Linked DNA regions of Sus scrofa: regions 1 and 3 are each linked to region 2. A link is a contact called in public HiChIP or PLAC-seq data. All regions are on one chromosome and are shown on one strand. Each heading gives the region's core, a stretch centred on a gene start, on an enhancer-like site or on the middle of the called end of the contact. The rest is flanking DNA. Distances are from core to core; before and after follow the strand shown.

Evidence for each region. HiChIP or PLAC-seq counts read pairs in DNA pulled down with a chosen protein or histone mark.
Region 1: an H3K27ac HiChIP or PLAC-seq map of alveolar macrophages shows a contact between it and region 2. The contact joins two enhancer-like sites. A contact is called at or near these places in 2 of 2 datasets of contacts at active chromatin or transcription factors (alveolar macrophages and skeletal muscle).
Region 3: an H3K27ac HiChIP or PLAC-seq map of alveolar macrophages shows a contact between it and region 2. The contact joins two enhancer-like sites. A contact is called at or near these places in 9 of 47 Hi-C or Micro-C datasets (alveolar macrophages, brain, embryonic fibroblasts and 6 more) and 1 of 2 datasets of contacts at active chromatin or transcription factors (alveolar macrophages).

What each region holds. Positions count from the first base shown.
Region 1 is chr5:27,264,090-27,268,836 of Sscrofa11.1, forward strand. No RefSeq gene overlaps it. Among named protein-coding and RNA genes, the nearest start is that of MIRLET7I, 14 kb to the left of the region's middle. Within about 2 kb of position 2,967, at least 4 of the 83 cell types and tissues checked have an H3K27ac peak or open chromatin away from gene starts, as enhancers often do. A contact at or near this core is called in alveolar macrophages, where this site is marked.
Region 2 is chr5:27,453,960-27,458,471 of Sscrofa11.1, forward strand. The region is part of intron 2 of PPM1H (protein phosphatase 1H); the gene reads right to left. Among named protein-coding and RNA genes, the nearest start is that of PPM1H, 120 kb to the right of the region's middle. Within about 2 kb of position 3,107, at least 2 of the 83 cell types and tissues checked have an H3K27ac peak or open chromatin away from gene starts, as enhancers often do. A contact at or near this core is called in alveolar macrophages, where this site is marked.
Region 3 is chr5:27,675,714-27,680,238 of Sscrofa11.1, forward strand. No RefSeq gene overlaps it. Among named protein-coding and RNA genes, the nearest start is that of PPM1H, 110 kb to the left of the region's middle. Within about 2 kb of position 2,813, at least 4 of the 83 cell types and tissues checked have an H3K27ac peak or open chromatin away from gene starts, as enhancers often do. A contact at or near this core is called in alveolar macrophages, where this site is marked.

The DNA of each region.
Region 1 (4,747 bases), core at 1,717-4,216, 190 kb before region 2:
TTTTACCATGGGCCTCTTTCCCCCCCCCCAATCAATAGAAATAATTTCGATGTCTTTCTGTGTTACTCTAAAAACAAGTAATATTCCTCTTCTCCAAAAGTCGTAGTCAGGTAGATGTAGTATAAAAGTGGTTGTGATGAGATGTCAGGTCTTCTGTATTTTATTTTATTTTTTTCTTTTTAGGGGCACATCCATGGCATATGGAAGTTCCCAGGCTGGGGTCAAATCAGAGCTACAGGTGCCAGCCTACGCCACAGCCTCAGCAACTTAGGATCGGAGCTGCGTCTGTGACCTACACCACAGCTCACAGCAATGGAGGATCCCCGACCTACTGAGCGGTGCCAGGGATTGAACCCACAGCCTTATGGATACTAATATGGATAGAATTTGTTTCTGCTGCGCCACAATGGTGGAACTGCTGTATTCTTTTAATGTGAAAAAAAAATTCTTGTAAAGCAAGAAAAATAAGGTGGTGGTGTTATAGATGTACACGTAGCTTGTGCACTGTTAGACTATTGGAAGGAGTTACGATGATGAAATGCATGCAGTTGAGTGAGGCTAAGTGGAAAGTCATGTTAGGGGACAGATGGAGTTTTGAAGTGCTAAGAAAATGATTTAGTAAAACTGGGGCTATAAAACTGAAAGAATGTGGAGCTTCAGAATTCAGGAGCTCTGGGAATAGAAAAGCCATAAGAGCAAGAACAAGAAGAGATTAGCTGGAAACCAGAGTGCACCCCCAAATGAACTTTGGAAAAAGGATCTAGAATCATCCACTCAGTCATTTTTTAAAACAGTTTATTTGTGTATTTTTCAGGTATCAAGATGAATAAGAAGTAGTTCCTGCCCTTAAGGAGCTTTTCTAGTTGAGGAAATAAACATAGATAAATAACAAAACAAAAAAACAAGTGCTCTGTGGATCCGTATACAGCAACATGTCATGGGGAGGCAGAACACTGAGCAATCAGTTTCCATCTGGATCGTGATCAGGGTATCAGTACAAGAGCCATGAGGAATAAGCATGTTTTCAATATGACAAGAATGAAGGAATGGGCATTTATCGATATAAGAGCAACATGAGAAAAGTTATGGGTGCACTAGAAGACATGGACCTTGAGAATTCTCATTGTGGCATGGCAGAAAGGAATCTGACTAGTATCCATGAGGATGCAGCTTCAACCCCTGGCCTGGCTTAGTGGGTTAAGGATCTGGCGTTGCCGTGAGCAGTGGTGTAGGTCACAGATGCAGCTCCGATTCAACCCCTAGCTTGGGAACTTCCATATGCTCCAGATGTGGCCCTAAAAAAGACAGAAGAATAAAAGTAAAAGATGTAGACTTTCAAGGAACATATATGGTCTAATATAGGTGTTACATAGGAATGTGGGACCAGGGCATATGTGGTGATGAAGTCAAAGAGGCTGGAAATAGAGTGACCTACAAGAGTAAGGAATTTTGACCTTTTTTTTTTCTTTTAAATTGAGATATAATTTGACATGTAACATTATATTAATTTCAGGTATACAATAGAATGATTTGATATATGTATATATTGCAGAATGATCACAATAAGTCTAGTGAACATTCATCACCACACAGTTAAAATTTTTTTTCTTGGGATGAGAACTTTTAAGATCTATGCTATTAGCAACAGTATTGTTAACATCACCGGATGTACATTACGTCCTCATGATGTAATTATTTTGGAAGTCTGTACCTTTTGACCACCTTCACCCATTTTGGCCATTCCCCACCCCTTGCCTCTGGAAACCACCGATCTATTCTCTGTTTCTATGAATTTAGTTGTTATTTAATTTTATGTTTTAGATGCCATATATAGGTGAGGTCATATGGTATTTATTTTTCTCTGACTTAACTTCACTTTGCATAATGCCCTCAGGGTCCATCCATTTTGTTACATATGGCAAGGCTTCATTTTTTTTAAATGGCTGAGTAATATTCCATTGGATTTATATATAATCACATTTCCATTCATCCATTGATGAAGACTTAGGTTGCTTTCATATCTTGCCTGTTGTAAAAAAAGCTGCAGTGAACACGGGGGGTTCCTGTATCTTTTTGAGTAAGTGTTTTCGTTTTTTTTAGATAAATACCCAGAAGTGAAATTGTTGGAATTGGCAGTTCTATTGGCAGGAACCTCTAGACTGTTTTCCATAGTGGCTGCATCTATTTACATTCCCACCAGCAATGCACGGTGATTTTCTTTTCTCTCCGTCCTTGCTAACACTTGTTATTTCTTATCTTTTTGATGATAGCCCTTCTAACAGGCATGAGGTGGTATCTCACTGTGGTTTTGATTTGCATTCCCCTGATGATTAATGATGTTGAGAACCTTTTCAGGTACCTGTTGGCTATCTTCTGTCTTCTTTGGAAAAATGTCTGGATCCTCTGCCCATTTTTTAATTGAATTGTTTTTGCTACTCAGTTATATGAGTTCTTTATGTATTTTGGATATTAACCCCTTATCAGATACATGATTTGCAGATATTTTCTACAGTGTGGTAGGTTGTCTTTTTGACTAGTTTAGAAATAAGAAACATTTCTGTCTTTTGAGGAGAGAAGTTACACAAGGACAAAAGAAAATTACACATACAAAACTTGAGGGAAGTGGTAGGGGAAGAAGGGCTGCTTCTGAATGAGATGAGAGTGTTGGTAAGTGGAAAGAGGAAAAATGAGAGGAAATGTGAAGATTCAGGATTGAATGAATACATAATAGAAGAGGGATAATCGATAGGGCAAGATCTTGTGTTATTATAGCATCGACTCTATTTTTGTGTGGAAAATGTGTATATTAAAAGCATCCTAGAAATATGTTTGCTATTTGTCTATAGTAACATCTGAAAACACATTTGAAAGTGCTTTAGAATAGGCACTTAAAGAAAGGGCCAGATATTAAATATTGTAGGCTTTGTGGGTCACATGTGGTCTCTATTGCATATGCTTCTGCTTTTCTTCCTTTGCTTTCTTCTTTTTCCTTCCTCTTTAAAACTGTAAAATCATTCTTAGCTCATTTGCCATACTAAAAACAGGCCATTGGCCAGATTTGGCCTGTAGGTCATAGTTTGCTGACCCTTGCTTTAGAACTTAATTATCCTAATAGAACATTTGGTTCCACCACCCGACCAAAAAAAACCCTTTTCTCTCTCTCTCTCAATAAGTGAAGACAGAAATAGGTCTTTCTTTGAGAATAAAACATTTTAATACATTTGAATGTATATGACCCCTGACCATCATCACTCAGATTTGTGAAGATAGTCTGTTTCCTTCTCTGGACCATAATGGCAGGTGTAACAAATAATGTTTAACAGAACAAATAATGTTTAACAGAAATAATACTGCGTGACATCTGAAAACAGGATTATGAGAGGTGATACACCTTCTGCCCCTCTCTCCTCTCTTCTTCTCTCTCTCCACATACATTTGGAGCTCTAAGGTGCCGTGTAGTAATAGCTACCCTGAAGTTTCCGTGCTGAAAAGACCATGGGGAGATCACATAGACATAGGGAGAGATGTCTGAGGAAACCCAGCTGTTCCTGCCCCCAGCTATTTTAAGTCTTCCCAGAGCAGGCACCATGCATATGAATGAGCAAGTCCCAGATGATTTCAGTACCAGCTACCATCTGCTGCAAGCTCATGAGACACCCTAAGCAAGAAACTTAGTCAAGCCCCAGAACCATGAGAGACAATAGTAAAACTGTGGTTGTTGTTTTAAGCCAAAGTTTTAGGGTAATTTGTTACATAGCAATAGATAATCAGAAATGATTTTGAGACCTGGAAATGGAGTGTTATTAGAACAAAACCTAAGACATATGGCAGTGGCTTTGCAGCTGAGCTGCCTGCATACGTTGGAAGGGCCTTGAAGAGATTAACAGCAGAAATCTGATGGATCTTGAGGTTGTCAGTAGGGCTTAAAGGAAAGTGAGGAGAAAAGTTATTAAAGCTGGGGGAAAAGCCCTTGTATGATAATGTAGAAATACAAAATACACTTAACGAACTTATAGATAAGCCTGAACAGTTTTCAGGCTAAAGTTTTAAACTTTTACCTGGTTTAAAAGAGCTGATATGAAATACTAGTAATGATGAGCTAGAGAAGAAATTACTCCGTTTTCAAGCAAAATTTTGAGGAAATACATTAAGTCAAAACTTGCTGGGTTAGAAAATAAAACCCTTTTCCGACTGCCAGTCTCTTGCAGCAGCATATTCCCAAAGTAAGGAAAAGGGTCTCAGGACAAAATCAGATTCACATCTCTGTTATAAAAAGTTCTCAGGGTAAAGATGAAGCTAAAGATTTGATTGTGAAATCCTTTTTTAAGACACCAGAAGAGGGAAAAATTTGCAATTTAGGATACTCTACCCAGCAAAGTTATCATTTAGAATAGAAGAGATAATTTCTCAGATAAATAAAAACTTAATATGGCAATGCTAAACTTTTCTAAAGGAAATATTGAAAGGTCTTCTCTAAATAGAAAGGAAATAAGAGTCTTTAGGAAAGATAAAATCACAATTGCAAAAACAGTACACAGATTTAAGAAAAGAAAGAAAATCAAAAAAGACACCAGAAAAATTTAAGGTGGTACTTTACAGGGAGCCCCAGGTAGACAAGATTTGTTGGTGCAGTTTTGTCTAATGAATAAACCTCAATAAGATCAATAATATTCATAAGAAACTTACAAAGCTTTTGAGAAAATTATATTGTAGAAATACTATCAGTTTGAGCTGTAAGGAACAGAGA
Region 2 (4,512 bases), core at 1,857-4,356:
CTCTGCCCAGCCTGTCCCACACACCACCTGCCACAGCCAAAGGCACCATCCCACCCCTCACGTGGTTAGGAGGAAGAACACCCCCTCAGTTGGTTATTAGTTCAGAGAATAAGATTTGGGGTTTATATGGTAAATAAACTGGGTTTCAGCTTTCACATTATCGAACAGTCCAAGGGTAACTTTGTCATTGGTGTCAACACATCGACACATCATGGTTACTTTATTTTATTCTATTTTATTTCATTTTATTTTATTTTACTTTATTTATTTTATGCCCACATCTGCTGCATATGGAATTTCCCAGGGTAGGGGTTGAATCTGAGCTGCAGCTCGCAGCCTAGACCACAGACACAGCAATGCCAATCCGAGCCATGTCTGCGACCTACACTGCAACTAACAGCAATGCTGGATCCTTAACTCACAAAGCGAGGCCAGACATCGAACCTGTGTCCACACGGATACTAGTCGGGTTTGTTACTCTGAGCCACAACAGGAACTCCACATCATGGTTATTTTGAAAGTTGGCTATTTAGGAGTTCTCATCGTGGCTCAGAGGAAACGAATCTGACTGGCATCCCTGAGGACACAGGTTCAATCCCTGGCCTTGCTCAGCAGGTTAAGGATCTGGTGGTGCCATGAGCTGTGGTGTACGTATCACACGGCTCGGATCTGGCGTTGCTGGGGCTGTGGTGTAGGCTGGCAGCTGCAGCTTTGATTCGACCCCTCCCCTGGGAACCTCCATATGCCGTGGATGCAGGCCTTAAAAAAAAAAAAGAAAAAAGTTGGCTATTTAAATATCTGCCCTTTCAAATGAGTTAACACAAGCAAACAAATCCCCTCTGTCTTGATAAGTCTTAGCACAGAAAGAGGACAGGCAAACCTGAGTTCTGCAGTTTACTACTATGGGATCTTGGGCAAATTTCTTAACTTCTCTCAAAGGTTTCCTTGTTTAAAGAACAAGATGAAACTAGGACACAGGCAGTAAAGATTCATTCACTTTATACACGTCTGGGACCTTTCTCTCCTACATGCCCGGCTCACGCTGGGCACCGGAGATGCAGCAGGAAACAAGAACATCATGGTTCCCGAGCTCCTGGAGTAACAACCTAGAATACTTACAAGTGTGTTAGGAGGAGAGGTGCCTGGTGGCACAAGAGTGTATAATATGTATTAAATGTGCAAACAACCAGGGGTTAGGGGTGGGGAGAGGGTACGAGTGTAAAGGGCTAACCAGAGGGAATAACTCGTACTGATAGAACTGTTGTATCCTCACTGGGGTGGTGATTCTATGAATCCACGCATATGTTAACATTCATAAAACTGGACACCCAAAGGACAGTTAACTATACTGTGTAAGAATCTGTAAATAGTAAAAAAATAGAATGTGCAGCATTTTGTCCAGCATATAAGAGAAACAATCTAAAGCAACTATAATTACTTACACTCACTGTTCAATGGCGCAGTGGCGGGGCGTGGGCACCATGAACAGGCAAGGAGCAGTAAGGACCAACCCCCCGACCAGGAAACCAAGCTGTACACTTCAGCCCCTGCCTTTCAACCCTGCCAGGAGGATGCTCACTGTCCTCCACTGTGCGACTCCACTCACTTCCCTTCTACTTACTTCCCTTTCCCTGTGGAAAGTCTACGTTCAAAGGATACCTACAGAGTACCTATTGTATTAAATCCTCACCCCACCACCATAACATGGGCGTCCTTACCCCATTTTATCTTGATATAGAAGAATCAAGTAACTCTAAGTGGTAATACCAGGACTTGAACCCCATTCTTCAGGTTCCAAGTTACAGAATCCCAATTTCCTAATACATGCAACTTTGTGTAATTAATCTCCCTAGCTTCTGTGACTCTTTAGCACCACGGCACTATTTTATTTTGTGTGTTGCTTATTAGCAATTGTGTACACATCCTAGGCCACTGGCGGACTGTTCCAAATTCTTGGCAGTGGCCACACGTTACTCTCTGTAGACATCAGAAAATGTTGTTGAGCTATCAGTTCAGGATAACAAAGCTCTACACCTGGAAAATCAAACTCTTCCAGTTTAGAATAACATGTTCTTGACATAATTTCAAATTTTCATTTACCAAAAAAAAAAAAGTCTTATATGTAATTTACAACACACCACACACCAAACACACACACACACACACACACACACACACACACACACACACACACACTCCTATCCCTTTTCAGGAATACATCTGCAACCAGACAAAGATTCCAGAAGGTAACAAATTGGAAATTTAAAAGTCAAAGTTTCTTTTTTACAATTTCTCTATAGTAGGCTCAAAGTTATATGCTCCTTTCTCTAAGGTTCTAGAAACTGCTTTTTAATCACATTGCTTATTATCTTTTTCGTATTTTCATGATCATCTCCTGTGCCAGAACTTAAAACAAGAAGTCCTAAATGGAAAGGGCTCCTTGGGCCTTTTAACAGGAATACACCTGCTCCAAACAGAAATGTATCCATCAAACAAGTAGCTAAAGTAAGTTTTGAGACAAGTAGTGTGTGTCCACGCAGCTTCAGGTGTAATAACGCCAGCTCAGCTAAGCAAGGATGTCAAAAATCTGTAGCATCAGTTCAGCCCCCTTGAAGCAGAGGCCATATTGCCTGCCCCTCAGCTCTGGGGGACCCAGAGGCAAGAGAGCAGACATGAGCCATCTGGAAGGCACTGAGCAGCCCCTCCTACAGCATGCTGACCAAGAAGGGGAGATTCCAGAGAAAAACTCCAGTGTTCCCTGTGCAGCCCGACAGAAGTGTTTAGATGTAAGGCAGGAAATACAAAGAAAACTAAAAAAATGGGGTCTGACACATTTGTACCTGCCCGAGGAAACCAGGCTTTGCATCCTTACCCCCACTGCACAAGCTGTAACAATTTGCAAACCCCCTTGTTGCTCTCCCTCTGGGATGAGCACTTCCCAAAAGAGAGCATGCAAAAGTAGAGAGGGAGCTTCAAATGCTCAGTCAGCAAGTTAGAGGAAAATTGGAATCAGAAATTCTCTTGTCTTTTTCCACCTAACATAGAAGAAGAAATTAAGCGTGGCTAGGATTTCTCACACAGCCTGACACGGGCGCCCTCGTGTGGTCAGCACGTCTCGACAGCCATGGAGCACTGGTGTTTATTGTGACCTATTGCTGGGGACACGGGCCCACAATAGGTGGTCTTCCACATGACACCATGAAGTTTTAAACTAATTACCCCTCACTAACTAGACCACAGCTTTTAAAAACAACTCCTGCAAAAAAAATTACTGATAGAAAACGAGCAAATAAGATGTCACGGCTAGCACGTCCTACCCCAAGCCATGACAACTAGCCCTATCTGACAATAATAATAATCATTCCAGCCCAAAGTATCTGAAGTGATCAAGGAGACAGCTGAACTATGGATTTATGTTCGCTTTTTTATTTGTTAAAAAGCCACACTCGCGGCATATACGACGTTCCCAGGTTAGGGGTTGAATCTGAGTTACAGCTGCTGGCCTACACCATGGCCACAGCAAGGTGGAATCCGAGGCACATCTGTGACCTACACCACAGCTCACGACAATGCCGGGTCCTTAACCCACTGAGCGAGGCCAGGGATCGAACCCACATCTTCATGGATGCTAGTCGGGTTTGTTTCTGCTGCACCACAACTCCATGTTCGCTTTTGTTGGTGACACATTGTGTCTTGAAATATGAGTTAATGGAAACAGGAGTCTCTGCTCTTAGCAAGACAGTAAATGGGTTGATGTGTGAAAAACACTCAGAACAATGCCTGGCATATAATAAACACCATGTAATTGTTAGTCCTTATTATTTTAAAATGTTGCCTTTTTATCTTTATTGCCTTTAAATTATTTTAAAACTATTTAATGTATTGTTATAACTATTAAATATATACTAAATGGATATTCAGTGGTATGGTTATATATCAACAAATGAACACATATATTGGGGGTACATACTAAAATTATTGCCTTGAACTGATGGTTTGGAGACTGCAACTTGAAATAGCTGTCCTGCGATGGGGGGAAACAGTGACCCCCCCCACTGGGCTGCCTTCCCCGAAGACACATTTGACCTTCCACTTCCCTTCCCTGCCCCAACCCGTCAGGGTATTCGAGTAACCTGAGGAGGGTCTTTATCGACAACATGAAAGGAGTATCACAAAGGCGGAACCCCCACTTGGACTGAAGTCCCTTGGTCGATAAAAAGCTCAGTATGAGCATGGAATGCACTTGCCCCCCTCCGCTCTTGCCAAAGAAACGAGATTATGGATTTGCCACTGGGGAAACAGAGCGCCGACACATGTCCCTTGGATCCCCGCTTGTAAGCTGTGGTATGGCTCGTGTTCCATCAAGTTTCTGGCCAGGTTTCAAGGTATTGCATGAGGATGATAATGCAGAATTAGAAAATCTGTTTTAGGCCTTTCCCCCACAGAGCTTGCAATCACCAGTTCTTCATCCAATCTCAGGGCGGCACAGTAAGAGGAGGAAGAATAAATAAG
Region 3 (4,525 bases), core at 1,563-4,062, 220 kb after region 2:
TTAAGTCCGGATCAGATACTCATGCAGAGAGATGTAATGCTTGGTTTTTAAAGCCACTTGAGGAAAAACGCAGATAATGGGAAGAGCTTTATGTGTAATTCTAGCTACGTTTCCTGCAGTAATTCTGCTGCAGTCAGAGGTCTGGCAGCTTTTCCTTTTAGTTCTTATATAAATACAGACCTAAGTACAGAATTTATTTTTTAGAAAAGAACATATACCAATATTGTGAAAACCTTTTACTCTCAAAGTATTTCTAACATTAACCCTTTCCAATGAAAATCAGCCTTTCTAGAGGAATTGTTAAATAATAGAGCACTGGACATCTGGTCAGGACAGTTAAGTTCTTGATCACTGGTGTCTGGGACACCTTAGACAAATGATGTAACCTCCCCCTCCCCGAGCCTGAGTTTCCTTTTCTGTAGAGGACTTGAATTAGGCTAGTAGTTATTGATAGGTTCAAGTAACTGCAAGGGAAACCAGTGCTGTTAGGCATTCATGGGGGAATATGAATGGATGAGGCAATTCAGAGGGCATGTTGATAGTGTCTATTAAATATTTTTATACCTTACAATTACAAAAATGGTAACCACCTAAATGTCCCTAAAGGAGCAAATATCTAAATAAATAGTGCTATGGTCTTGGTAAGTGTTATGCAGCAATTAGAAGAAATGTAATGTGGACCAACCTGGGTAGTTCTCCAAGATTATGCTGAGTAAAAATCTAGCTACAGAATGCTATTCCCTGTGGTAACTTTTATCTGAGGTGATGTCATCAATTTCTTTCTTGTTTGGACATGTCATTCTTCCAGCAATAGGCTGAATTTCTTCCTGCCCTCCCCTTGAATCTGAGGTGGTCTTAATGACTTCCTTAACCCATAGAATATGGCAGAAGTGATTCTGGGACTTCTGGGGTTAGGTTGTTAGAAGTTTTGCAGCTTCCTTCTGGGTGTCTTGGACCTAGTTATTATAACTCTTCCTCTGGGGAAAAGTCATCTATTATGTAAAAAGTGCAGTTGTCCTGAGAATGGGGTGTGTGGAGAGCAGAAGATGCCAGCCAGCCCTTGCCATTCTAGCCATCTCAGCTGGAGGCAACAGACATGTGAGTGAAACTGCCATCTTGGGCATCACAGCCCCAGTAGATGCCACGTAGAGGAAGACCCAAGGTCCTACATATACGGCCCAGTCAAGCCATCCCAGTCCTCCCTAGTCTTTTTTTTTTTTTTTTTTTTTTTGTCTTTCTGCCATTTCTTGGGCCGCTCCTGCGGTATATGGAGGTTCCCAGGCTAGGGGTCGAATTGGAGCTGTAGCCGCCGGCCTACGCCAGAGCCACAGCAATGCGGGATCCGAGCCGCATCTATGACCTACACAACAGCTCAGGGCAATGCCGGATCTTTAACCCACTGAGCAAGGGCAGGGATCGAACCCGCAACCTCATGGTTCCTAGTCGGATTTGTTAACCACTGCGCCACCACGGGAACTCCCCAATCCTCCCTAGTCTTTTGAGGCCCCAGAGGCTCCCAAGAGGAGCCATCTCTGCCATGTTCTGCCCTAGTTTCTGACTCACTGAATTGTGGACATAATAAATGTTAGTTATTTTACACCAGTAAGTTTTTGTGTGGTTTGTTACACACCAATGGATAACCAGAACAACACGATACGTTGTGCATTAGAACACACACACAAAAGCCCAGATATTTCTTGTGTGTGTGTGTGTGTGTGTGTTTGTGTGTGTGTGTGAAAGGGGGGGGAGGGGGAGAGAGAGAGAGAGATCTAGAAGGATAAACTCTAAATTGATGACAATATTTATGTTTAGGTCAAAGAGGAGGTCAAGCAGGATTCAACATGGAGATCCTTAAAAGGGACTTTATCCCTTTGTACAATCAGGGTTCAGTTAGGAAAATGGAAGTTACTGTGTAGATTCAGGTAGGAGGGGCTTGAATTTGGGTAATTAGATGTTGCAGAAAGGGCAGGAGAAGAGAAATAAAGTAGGGGAAGGCTGACATGAATCAGTTGTGCCACTAACTCGAAGAGAGTGAGGAAATTGCAGGAGTTGCAGGAAGGAACTTGGGATGGTCCCGTCTGCTGGGAGAGCGGAAATGCTTGGAGGCGGTTGGGAAGCTTCACAGTCACAGAACATCTGTCCACACAGTGTGGGAGCAAGGATGGGTGTGTTTCCCTTCTGCCTTCCAAACCTTGACTGAATGCCTCCCATTGGTGAAAGTTGACTTGGAATCTTGTTGCCAAGGGGTTCCAGGAAATATAGAACAGGGAATGTAGGGCATTGTGCTCAGATGCCAACAGAAAACCCTGCTCTGAAAAAAATTGTGAAACACTAGCCTTCTAAAGTGTATAAAATTGAAAGTTGCTTCAGCTGGTAACTCTTGTACAGAGTCGTGGATTTTCAGCTTCAGCTCAGTAAAAAAGTAATCATTTTCAGTTTTATTTTTGTATCTTTCACACTTTGACAGCAGGGAGTGAGGCGGTAAGACAGATTCTGAAGGTGGTTCCATGATCTCCACCTCCTAGTATTCACTCTTTTGCGTCTTTCCTCTCCCCTTGAGTCTGGGTGGCACCTGTTACTGGCTTCTAAATGTTAGGGCAAAGGTCATGGAGGGACGTATTTAAGAGTTAGTGACCATGTGATTACACTGCATATATTGGAAGCTCTGGTCTTGCTGGATTCTCTCTCTCCAGAGCTGACTGAGGAAGAAAGTAGCCATGTGATAAGAAACTGTGGGCAGGCAGGATGTAGGAGCTGAGAGCAGCCACTGGCCGCCAGCCAGCAAACCCGGAAGCTCTCAGTCACAAGGACCTGTTTGCTGTCAACAACCATGTGGGTAGGGAGGTGGATCTTCCACGGCCAAACCTCCAGATGAGACCTAGCCTTGGCTAATACCTCAGCTGCAGCCTAGGAGGATCCCAAGCTAAGCCATGCCCAGACTCCTATCCCAGGAAGCATGAGATAGAAAATGCATATTGTCTTAAGCCACTAAGTTTGTGGTACTGTCATTATGCAGCAATAGAAATCAAATACAGTGACTTTTTCTACCTCTGCTTGGGCCTGGCTCTGTTGTGGACCCCTGAGGCCATACTGCGGTGTTCTGGTGCTTAATTAGACCCCTCCTCTGGCAGTGGTCACCAAAGTGGGGGACAGAGAGGGGAGTGTCAGCCTTTGGTGTGGGCACCATGATCTGTAGGCATATGAAAACATTTGAAATCTATTTATTTTCTCTAAAATTATAAGAAGGAATTTAAGCTTTTGAAATATTCAACCTATAGATTGATGCTCACTTGGTTCAGTTCACATGTCATAGGGTCACAAATTGTGGGGATGGGTGAGGTACTTTTAGAGCAGAACAGGAGTCTACCCATGGAAAAGGGCTCACACACAAGTGGCGGTTTCACTCCTTCCTTCTTTTTAGTGCATTGTGACATGTGGCAGTGCAGGGGACTTAGTAAGATAATCTTCCCCAATGAACCAGTGGCATAAAGAGATTCTTACAAAGAATGTAAAGAACTCTAAAATAATACTAACCTGCAAGAGTAAGTTTCTATAAGAACATAATAATGCTGACATTTTTTATTAGTGTAAACTTTTTCACATTATGAAATTAAAGCAATGATAATATAATCTTACATAATAAAATGCAAAATTAATAAACATATTATTTGAAATATGAATGGATGCAAATATTACAGCATGTCTTTGTGGGATTACTTCTTTAGCTTCTGTAATGTTAATACCAACTATCCAAGTAAATTCAAACCTTTGGATTGTGGCAGTCAGAGAAAAAAGGGCGTGAGAACAAAAGGTATTTTTGTGGCCCTAAAGCAAAGATGCAGAATTATTTAAAATAATTTATCACATATTTAAATCATTTAAAAATTCTATTCTTGTGTGTTTTGAAATATTCCTATGTGAAAATTATAGACATGGAGGTAAGATTCAATTGTATTGGTATTACAAAACATTATTATAATATTTAAGAGATCAAAACCTGTTTTTATACCCATAAAAAGGAAATAAAATATATAAATACATAAACATATTTTTATTTCATCTTTATTTCATGATATTTATTTTTCTGTTTGAATATGAAATAGATATGCATATTTGTAATTTATAAATACATACCTGTATATTAAGGATGGTGTGCCTGTATATTTTTGCTGCTGGGGTACAAAATCAATTTGTTTGAAGATCTGCTCTAGTGAATAAGAATACCTGGTGTATATAGAATTGAATAGGTGGGTATTTCTGATGTTGTTCAGACTTATAATGAGACCAAGAGTGTCTCTAGGTTGGAGCTCAGGGCCCCACTGTACATGGATGCATTCTACAGAGTTTATGGGAAGACACAGAGACCAGGGAAATTCAATTTAGTTATTTAGTTAGTAAATTCAATTCCTTGGTTAACTTTCCAGTCATTGTGGGGTGATTGAGAAGGGGCTGGATTCCTGTCTCCAAGAGCTTATTATGTCATTGTCATTGTAGAGAAAGACATAAATGAGCACATGAGTGCTCT